2 separate regions of the Mus musculus genome follow, and region 2 is linked to region 1. Evidence: chromatin contacts called from public HiChIP or PLAC-seq data. All regions are on one chromosome and are shown on one strand. Each heading gives the region's core, a stretch centred on a gene start, on an enhancer-like site or on the middle of the called end of the contact. The rest is flanking DNA. Distances are from core to core; before and after follow the strand shown. Region 1 overlaps Epm2a (epilepsy, progressive myoclonic epilepsy, type 2 gene alpha). Region 2 has its middle 110 kb from the start of Gm23680.

Region 1 (4,180 bases), core at 768-3,267:
CATAGTCTCACAAGAGACAGCTACATCTGGGTCCTTTCAATAAAATCTTGCTAGTGTATGCAATGGTGTCAGCATTTGGATGCTGATTATGGGGTGGATCCCTGGATATGGCAGTCTCTACATGGTCCATCCTTTCATCTCAGCTCCAAACTTTGACTCTGTAACTCCTTCCAAGGGTGTTTTGTTCCCAATTCTAAGGAGGGGCATAGTGTCCACACTTCAGTCTTCATTCTTCTTGAGTTTCATGTGTTTAGCAAATTGTGAATTGATAGATTTTGTGTAACATTCATAGAGCACATACAACATGTTGAGTTTATTTTCATATGTTCCTAGATTTAGTTTCTATGTCCACTTCCTGTTGTGCTTGTTGATATCATAATAAGTTTTCCTGAAGCAGTAAAACAAGTAGTTTTAAAAACTAGTATTATTTCTTATATACTTAAAAAAAATCCAGCCTTATCAGATTGGAAGATGAATTGTACTTCAATAGCATATGTTGTATGCAGATGCTGAGAACTCAAGTTAGAACCTTAGTAATGGTTGACCCCGTATGTTCTTTCTAGAATTCTACCAAATATCTGGCTGGGTAGCTGCCCTCGCCAACTGGAACATGTGACCATCAAACTGAAGCATGAACTGGGAGTTACAGCTGTCATGAATTTCCAGACTGAATGGGATATCATCCAGAATTCTTCAGGCTGCAACCGCTACCCTGAACCCATGACTCCAGACACCATGATGAAGCTGTATAAGGAAGAAGGCTTGTCCTACATCTGGATGCCCACTCCAGACATGAGCACTGAGGGTAAGGGCCAGAAGTAGCACTCGGATTCCTTGCTGAATTTGCTTCAGGGACCTGTTTGTCTTCCTCTCATCTATAACTGAATGTCTAAACTCTGAATTATAAAAGTGGAATCAACATAGGGATTTAGATTTAATATGCATTTAGACACTTTGACAGGATTCTGTTTAACGTGGCTTCATATATATGTGTGTATGGAGCATACAGTCCCTAAGGGATGGCAAGTCTTAATGAATGAACTAAAGTAGGGGTTTAAAAGCACAATGGGTTGGTTATAAAGACAGACAGATATTTTGGGGAGCTTGCGTAGATAATCTAGAAAGGCTTTTGAGGCCGTGATGCCTGAGGTACTGGGGAGTGGCTTTGCAGTGACTGGGGAGAGGGCACGAGGAAGAGGAGAGGATGGAAGAAATAGCGATGTAGAAGAATCTCTATGCCCTGATAGGATGTGGCACCTTGTAGGAACTGAAAGACCAGTGTGGCTAAAGAACTGAGAATATGAAAATACCCCCAGGACTTGAGCTACAGTAGCAAACGATGTTACATTGTCAGAATAGCTTCAGCAGGGAAAAAGGTGGGAAGCCGGGGAGGGTGGAGGTCCTTTTTGTTTTAGTTTGTTTACCAAAAGTATATCTATTGCTGCAGGAACAGCTTGCAGCTGGGTCTGGGAGTCCAGTGAGGTGGGTGTAGTAAGATGGGTAATAATCTGGAAGGTGAGGCCCTGGGCTGTGGGGAGGAGCATGGTAGTTAGTGAGGCAGCACTGACTGGGCAAGCATGCGAGACCAGTCTTTATGAATGGGTTATGCGGTCGGGTACAGCTGGGGAAGCAGGTGACTAAGTCATAGATGTGACATAGTATGTAAGCGGCAGTAAGGTAAGTTCAGAACCAATTACAGCGCAGAGAAGAGTGGACAATGAATGATGTGATGTGCTCTGGAGATTATGGCTTGTCTCTGACGGGGGCAGATAGGCAGACTACACGATTTCCGGGGCGTTTGAAGTGGGCCTGGCTTGGATGGGAGATGTGGGCAGAGAGAGGAAAATGAGAGGGCAAGGAGGAGCACAGACGAAGGCGCAGAAGCTCGGGCTTGTAGAAGAGCCGGCTATAGATGCAATAGACAGTTGCTGAAAAGCAGGTCTAACTTTTCCTTCCGGTAAAAGAGCCACCTCTCTACGACAGTATTAGTAACGTGTCAGCAGGGGGCAGCAGAGAGCTGTAGAGTGCATGGGTTTGGGGCGTTTGAAGATTTGCTCTTCTGGGTAAGAATGGCATTGAAGCCAGGCCAGGAAGCTCGAAAACGTTTCTCCCCATCCAGCTCTCTCTCGGTGTAATGCATGCTACGTCTCCACCCCTCTCATGAACGAAATGGATTAACTCGTCAGCTTCAGGGAAGATTCTAGGCAGACATTGTAGTCACCCCATTTTGCAGAGGAAAAGACAGGTACAAAATGGTTATGTAACTTAAGACTGAAATGTGGAAAGACATTCCACATTTCAGGGGTGTCATTCTGTGTCACAGAACTGCTCCCAAAGCCAGGCTGCGAAGCCGCAACTGCGCGTTTCTTTGTACGCTTCAGGCAGAGTCCCCAGACCCACGTAATTTCTGTTCTTTGTGTTCATGATTAGTTGCAAAGCTACGAACTGAGGGGACATAGCTTATCTCCCAGAAACCAGAGGTCTGTAAAACAGAACATCTTGAGGACCATAGGAAACCCATGTCACTGGCCACCTTGACACTTCAAAGACATCAGGTGGAATTTAAGGCATTTTCTTGAGGCTAAACCCCAAACCAGACAGAGTTTATATCAGCAGAGAGAAGGACAGCTTAGCTCTCTGGAGATCGTCTGTCTGGTTTTAAGACAGTCAAAGAATTGTTCGAGCCTTCAACTGTAGCACAGAGATTTTGATTTGGCGTCTATGGTTCTAATTCCACAGCATCATTGCCCACCTGGGTAAACAGGAGGGGACAGGCAGGCAGGGAGCAGTTGAGCCATTAATTCTGCTACTCCACCCTCCCCTTCCCATGCTCTGCTAACTGAAGGGTCCCAGGTCTAAAAGGGAATTTTCTCAGTAGTTTGGTTTCATCTTTCTGCTGGGAGCCATTGTAGTTGTATTCAAAGCATGGTTGTGGGGGGGTCACTGGGTCACCAGGTCAGGGTGTCTATGGCTATCTCCAATGCAGAGCTATCATAGCAACAGGAAGAGAGCCAAGAAGCCCACAACTGCCATAGCACAAACACTGACACCGAATAAAAGATTTGGTTCAGTTGGACCTTGACAGGTTATCAAAGAGTTAACCATTTCAGAGTGGCAGGGTGACTTTCTTCCAACAGATTAATCTATGTAGCTTATAATTATAGACCAATGCACATATAGATTCCCCCACCCGAGTATTTTTAGAACACCAGGGGGAGGGGGGTGGGATCTGTCTGGAAGCATTCTGAGCTGCTGCATAATGCTGTCAGGTGAAGTCTGGAAGGAGAGTCTGTTAGACTCAATTGTCATAGAGCGGCTGCAGTCAATTGTCCTATCGATCCTTCCTGTTGTACACTTTGTCATATAAGGACGACTAGCTTAGATATCTTCCTTTTCAGTTCTCCTTTTTAAAAAATGGCTCCTCTCTTTCACCTGGGGAATGAAAAAAAAAATCTCCAAGTCAAAGGAATAAACTGCGTTTGCTCATTAAACCCCCCTTCTCAGGGGGAAGTTCCATTGAGTGCTGCTCTCTGCTCTGTTCCTGTAACAGCTTAGCTCTTTCCTTCCCAGTGAGTTCTAAGATTCTGGGTGTTGCTTTGCTACCACGCTTCAGTCATTCTCTCACTCAGCAGACTCAGTTCATCTCTGCCTTTCTGCCATAACACTGACCTGGCAGTGCCTAAATACCTGGCAGGCTGGAGCCTGGTCGGCCTTGGGTAGCTTGTAGACGGGTCTATTCCTGTACTGGCCATCCAGGGATGGGATCTCTACTAACTAGATTATAATAGACTGTAAGATTAGTCACAAGCTTTAAAAAATATCTTATTACTTCTCTGAGAGTTTCATAAAATGTGTTTTGAACACACTCATCCACATGCCTCCCTGTAATTCCTTCTAGGTCCATCCTGCACCCTGGACTTCCGGTACCCTGCCCACTTTGTATTCTCTTTGTGTTTGTTTTGTAAATAAATCATGGTGTCCACTTTGTGCTGCCTATATGGTACAGGGCCATCCTCTGCAGCATGGTCAACCGACTGGAGACACTTTTGCAAAGAAAAGTGGCTCTCCCTGCTTAGAGCTGTCAAGTACCCATAGCCTTCAGTTAGGGGTGAGAGTTCTTTATGTTTCTACCAAAAGATGTTACAGATAGGATAGACCCTCATCTATCCATCTTGTTAAA
Region 2 (4,180 bases), core at 883-3,382, 800 kb after region 1:
CTCTTAGCTCCATAACTCCCACCTGCCCTAAACTTTAATGGCTAGTCCCTTTTAGGTCCTGCTAAACACCCCTGACCACCCACCTGTAGGAGTGGCCTGTGTAGCCACTCTGTTTTGAGGTCTCACATGGCTCTTCAACCCTTCTCCATCAAAAGCATGGCAAAATTCTATCTCTCCTTCCTTGAGTCTCCCTTTCCTCCAGGGACATGGGAGACCCACTTGTACCTTCCACTCAGTAACAAACCCATGACTTTCTTTACTGACAGATCAAGAACCAACTGGGGAACAGGACCTTAGCATCAGAATCACTCCTACACTGTACAAAACTGCTCTACGGTGTTCTACAAACACAGAAATCTTTAATAATACTTGAAGATTTTCATTTAAAAAAGAAATGGTAGAAGATATTTAAGTAGCTCTATGTGCTTACAAGGTCATTCATTATAGATAATGTCTTAACTAGGTGCTAGTGAGGATTGCTTCTATACTAAATATGTAATTACCAGGAGAATGCCCCTCAAACAGGCCTCTGACTTGACTTTTTGTGTCTCCTTCAGGACCATGAGGTCTCTTAGGCTATGTCACATCATACTCTGCCTCTGATCTTCTAATACTCTTTGACAGCACTCATGCTGTCCTGGGAGGATGTGTAAAACTACCCTTTCTCTCAGGCAACTAGCAACACCTTCAGGTACAAAAGACATCAAGCACAATCTCAAAGAAACTAATAACTTCTCAGTTCAACAACCATCTAGGATGAAGAACAAGATACCACAAACACTGAACCCACTTAACATGGGAAGAAATTAGAGTCCATAGTAGTTCCAATTATAGGTAAAATGTTTTATATTTGGACACGATATGTGACAATGTGAATTACTAGGACCCTCTCGATTGTTATAAAAAAAATAATGATGCTCATTTCAGTAGAATGCTGGCTGAGACCAAGGACCCTTCAGAAAGCAATCCTGGCTTTTGGGAGGTGGGGGCAAGGGGTCTGTGACCTAACACCACTGATTCTAGTGACTTTTTCTGCAAATGGGATTCCATAAATTCTGTTAACATTATAGTAAATCCACTTCAAGACAGAGGAGTGCAAAAATACCAGGATTAGAAAGCAAGAGATTCGTGACCTGGCTAGTATAAATCCCAGAAGACAAAGACTACTGGTTGGGCATGAGGAGGCTGAAATCCCATCATGGAAACTCACTCTCACCTCGTGGGACACAGAAGCTCCATGAACTCTGACCTTTGGGGACATCAATAAATTTACAACTGTGATTTTTTTTTCCCCAACATCTGGTAAGGCCACACTTAAATCACACTTTATTCAACTGGACACACCCTTTTCCCCAGAAATGGCCAGTTTTTCACTAACCAGTCAAGAGGTGGGTTCAGGTAGATCACTACACAACCAAGAAATGTAGCATATCTTGCATGCCCAGATTGGAGTATGAGGCTGCAAATGTACAACATTATGTGGGATATTGCCTGTTTGCTCTGTAAGCAAAGAGGTTAAAATATCAAGTATATTATTATCAGTAAAGATATTGGGCTGGCAGTGGTGGCACATGCCATTAACTCCAGCACTTGAGAAGCAGAGACAATTGGATCATTGTGAGTTCAAGACCAGCCTGAGCTGCAGAGTGAATTTCAGGAGAGCCTGGGCTGTACAACAAAGCAAACAAAAAAGAAAGAGATAGGAGAGAGAGAGAGAGAGAGAGAGAGAGAGAGAGAGAGAGAGAGAGAGCAGAAAATGCAAGGGAAAAAAAGAATATGGCACTGGCTCAGAATAGTATTAGGAACATCACTGAGAATAGCTCCAATGAGAGTCCCTGGCACACAGTATTTATTCCTGGTTTTCTTCTTTCACCAGTACCACAACAATTGACTGGCTCCCAATTCTGTAGTCACACATTTTCTTCATTGTTGGTACCACAAAATCAGAACAGAATGTTTTCGACAACACTCAGAACAGCAAGCATGCCATTCACAGCCCTGCAGGAAACACTGTAAAAAATGCTGTTACAGAAACTGATGTCTGAGAATTCATCAGTCCTCTGATGGAGACCTCACTGTGCTGTATGCCTAAGGTTGAATAAACACACATTATGCAGCTGTTGGCCAATCTGAATTGTGACATATGCTGAGTGGTTCCAGCGCATGCATTGCCTTTTCAGCCTGTGATTGGTGTGCTGTGATGAGTAACCATGACATCAGGGCAGGCAAAATGGGGAGATGGAAAAATGCTGTAATGCGTTCTCTGCCAGACCAACCTCCAGGAGGAAAAACAAATGCTAAGTGTCCAAGTTAAAATAAAAGGTACATAAAACATGATGTCAGTAATAGCTATTTTGAGATGTAAGCTGTGCTTCTATTCTGCCAGAGGGTAAAAATGTGTCCATTTTTCATTCAGATTAAAAGAAAAGCTGAGTGTCCTGCTATATTTTAAAGGCCAGTGACACTGTAATCTTTTCATCTTTCCTATCTCTAGCACTTCTGAGAGGTCTCCCTCCTTACAAATGTTACTCTGTGTCTGTAGTGATAAACTGCATAAATGGGGGTGTGAGATGAGCCCCATGTTTGCTCTCATCTGATGTTATAGACTTCCAGACTGGAAAAGCACTGACTGACTGGAATGATTTTTCCCAGAAATTAATGGTGTTCATTTCTGCTTGCACCTCTTTGGTTTGAGGGAAAGCTCCTTGATGAAGAATGCAAGAGGACCTGTAAGTCGGAGTCAGTTCATGTTGAAGCAGTGATGTTATTGTGCTGTTCAAAATGGCCATTTCTTAAGAACTGAACAACATGATTAAGAATGTCTTTAGTCTGCAATAGTTTAAGTTCTGTCACTTCATGGTTGTTTTGCGAATGACTTGTCCCTCTGAGTTCCAACTTCTTTCTCTACCCTATCACTGCTCTGTGGCTCTGCTGAGAAAACTCAAAACTTTGTATATGCAATGCCTCTGGACCCTCATGCATGAACATGGTTCTTTGTTTCTTGTTTGGTTGGTTGATCGGTTTGGTTTTGGGGTTGTGTTGTTGTTGATGTTGTTGCTGTGCCTGTTGCCATTGCAGTTGCCATTGTTGTTTCTCTTCTTCTTCTTCTTCTTCCTTCTCTTCCTCCCCCTCCCCCTCCTTCTTTCCTCCTCCTCCCCCTACCCCTCCCCTTCCTTTTCCTCTCCCCCTCCTCCTGCTGCTCCTCCTCCTCTTCCTCCTCCTCCTTCTTCTTGTTTATTTGTTTCACTTTGTGGACTATGTTAATCTTAAACCCCTAAACTCAAATTATTCCTCTGTCGCAGGCTTTTGAGTAGTCAGGACTAGCAGTATTCCCACCCCACCTGGCTGTTCCTCTTTTTATGGAGTCATGACTATTATTACCTCATGCTTATATTAGTCAAGATGACACCCATATAGAGTACTGCCTCACAATACCCTCTCAAAAATACTGAGGCTAATATTGTATTTCAGCTCTAGAGAGGAGTAGCTATATGTTTTGGCTGTGTCATCTACCAAGTCACTTTAAATGGGAATTACAAATTCTTCAGCACATACACATTGTTCACGAACTTGATCTGGTGCTAAAACAGGCATTAGAGACACAGCAGCAGGAAGGCAAAATCAACGCCTACTGTTCTGTCACAGAGGCCAGCACAAGGCAGCTCTGTACAGCCTCACAGTTTTTTCCTCTCAGTCATAGAGAATACCTCAGGGGGAACAGGGAGAACAGTCTTTATTCTTCACAAGGTAAAAAATAGCATCACTGAAAATTATCTAGTACTAAACTAATTATCTGGATACTAAACAGTATCTAGTTTGTTATCTAGTAGCAACTAGTAGCAAAGAGCTTAACAAATATTTCAAAATACTTATGACCATTATTCAAATGAGAAAACACACCTTTTGAAGCCTTGAGGCAATTGCTCAAGTGTCTGCTTTGTGAGGTAAGATCCCAGTCTCCAGTCACGGCCCTCTGATTGCTTAGTGGCCCCACTCACCTGCTTCACACCAAGGCAGCATTTAGCACCTGGTTCTATTTACTAAGTTCACATTCTCATCACTGTCCATGGTCCTCTCATAAGACCTAGCAGCAAATGGAAAGTTCACCCCATAAAGAACTTGAACTCTGTAGGCATTGTGGTACAGTCAGATTTCCTAACAAAAATTAATAAATCACCAG

What was found. HiChIP or PLAC-seq counts read pairs in DNA pulled down with a chosen protein or histone mark.
Region 2: a contact with region 1 is called in an H3K27ac HiChIP or PLAC-seq map of SST interneurons, with 9 times the contacts expected there. The contact joins two enhancer-like sites. A contact is called at or near these places in 1 of 115 datasets of contacts at active chromatin or transcription factors (SST interneurons) and 1 of 9 other capture datasets (embryonic stem cells).

The regions. Positions count from the first base shown.
Region 1 is chr10:11,448,079-11,452,258 of GRCm38.p6, forward strand. It overlaps Epm2a (epilepsy, progressive myoclonic epilepsy, type 2 gene alpha), which reads left to right. Exons shown (of 4, transcript NM_010146.2): 3 at 564-805. Among named protein-coding and RNA genes, the nearest start is that of Epm2a, 110 kb to the left of the region's middle. Within about 2 kb of position 2,018, at least 26 of the 459 cell types and tissues checked have an H3K27ac peak or open chromatin away from gene starts, as enhancers often do. A contact at or near this core is called in SST interneurons, where this site is marked.
Region 2 is chr10:12,246,904-12,251,083 of GRCm38.p6, forward strand. No RefSeq gene overlaps it. Among named protein-coding and RNA genes, the nearest start is that of Gm23680, 110 kb to the right of the region's middle. Within about 2 kb of position 2,133, at least 30 of the 459 cell types and tissues checked have an H3K27ac peak or open chromatin away from gene starts, as enhancers often do. A contact at or near this core is called in SST interneurons, where this site is marked.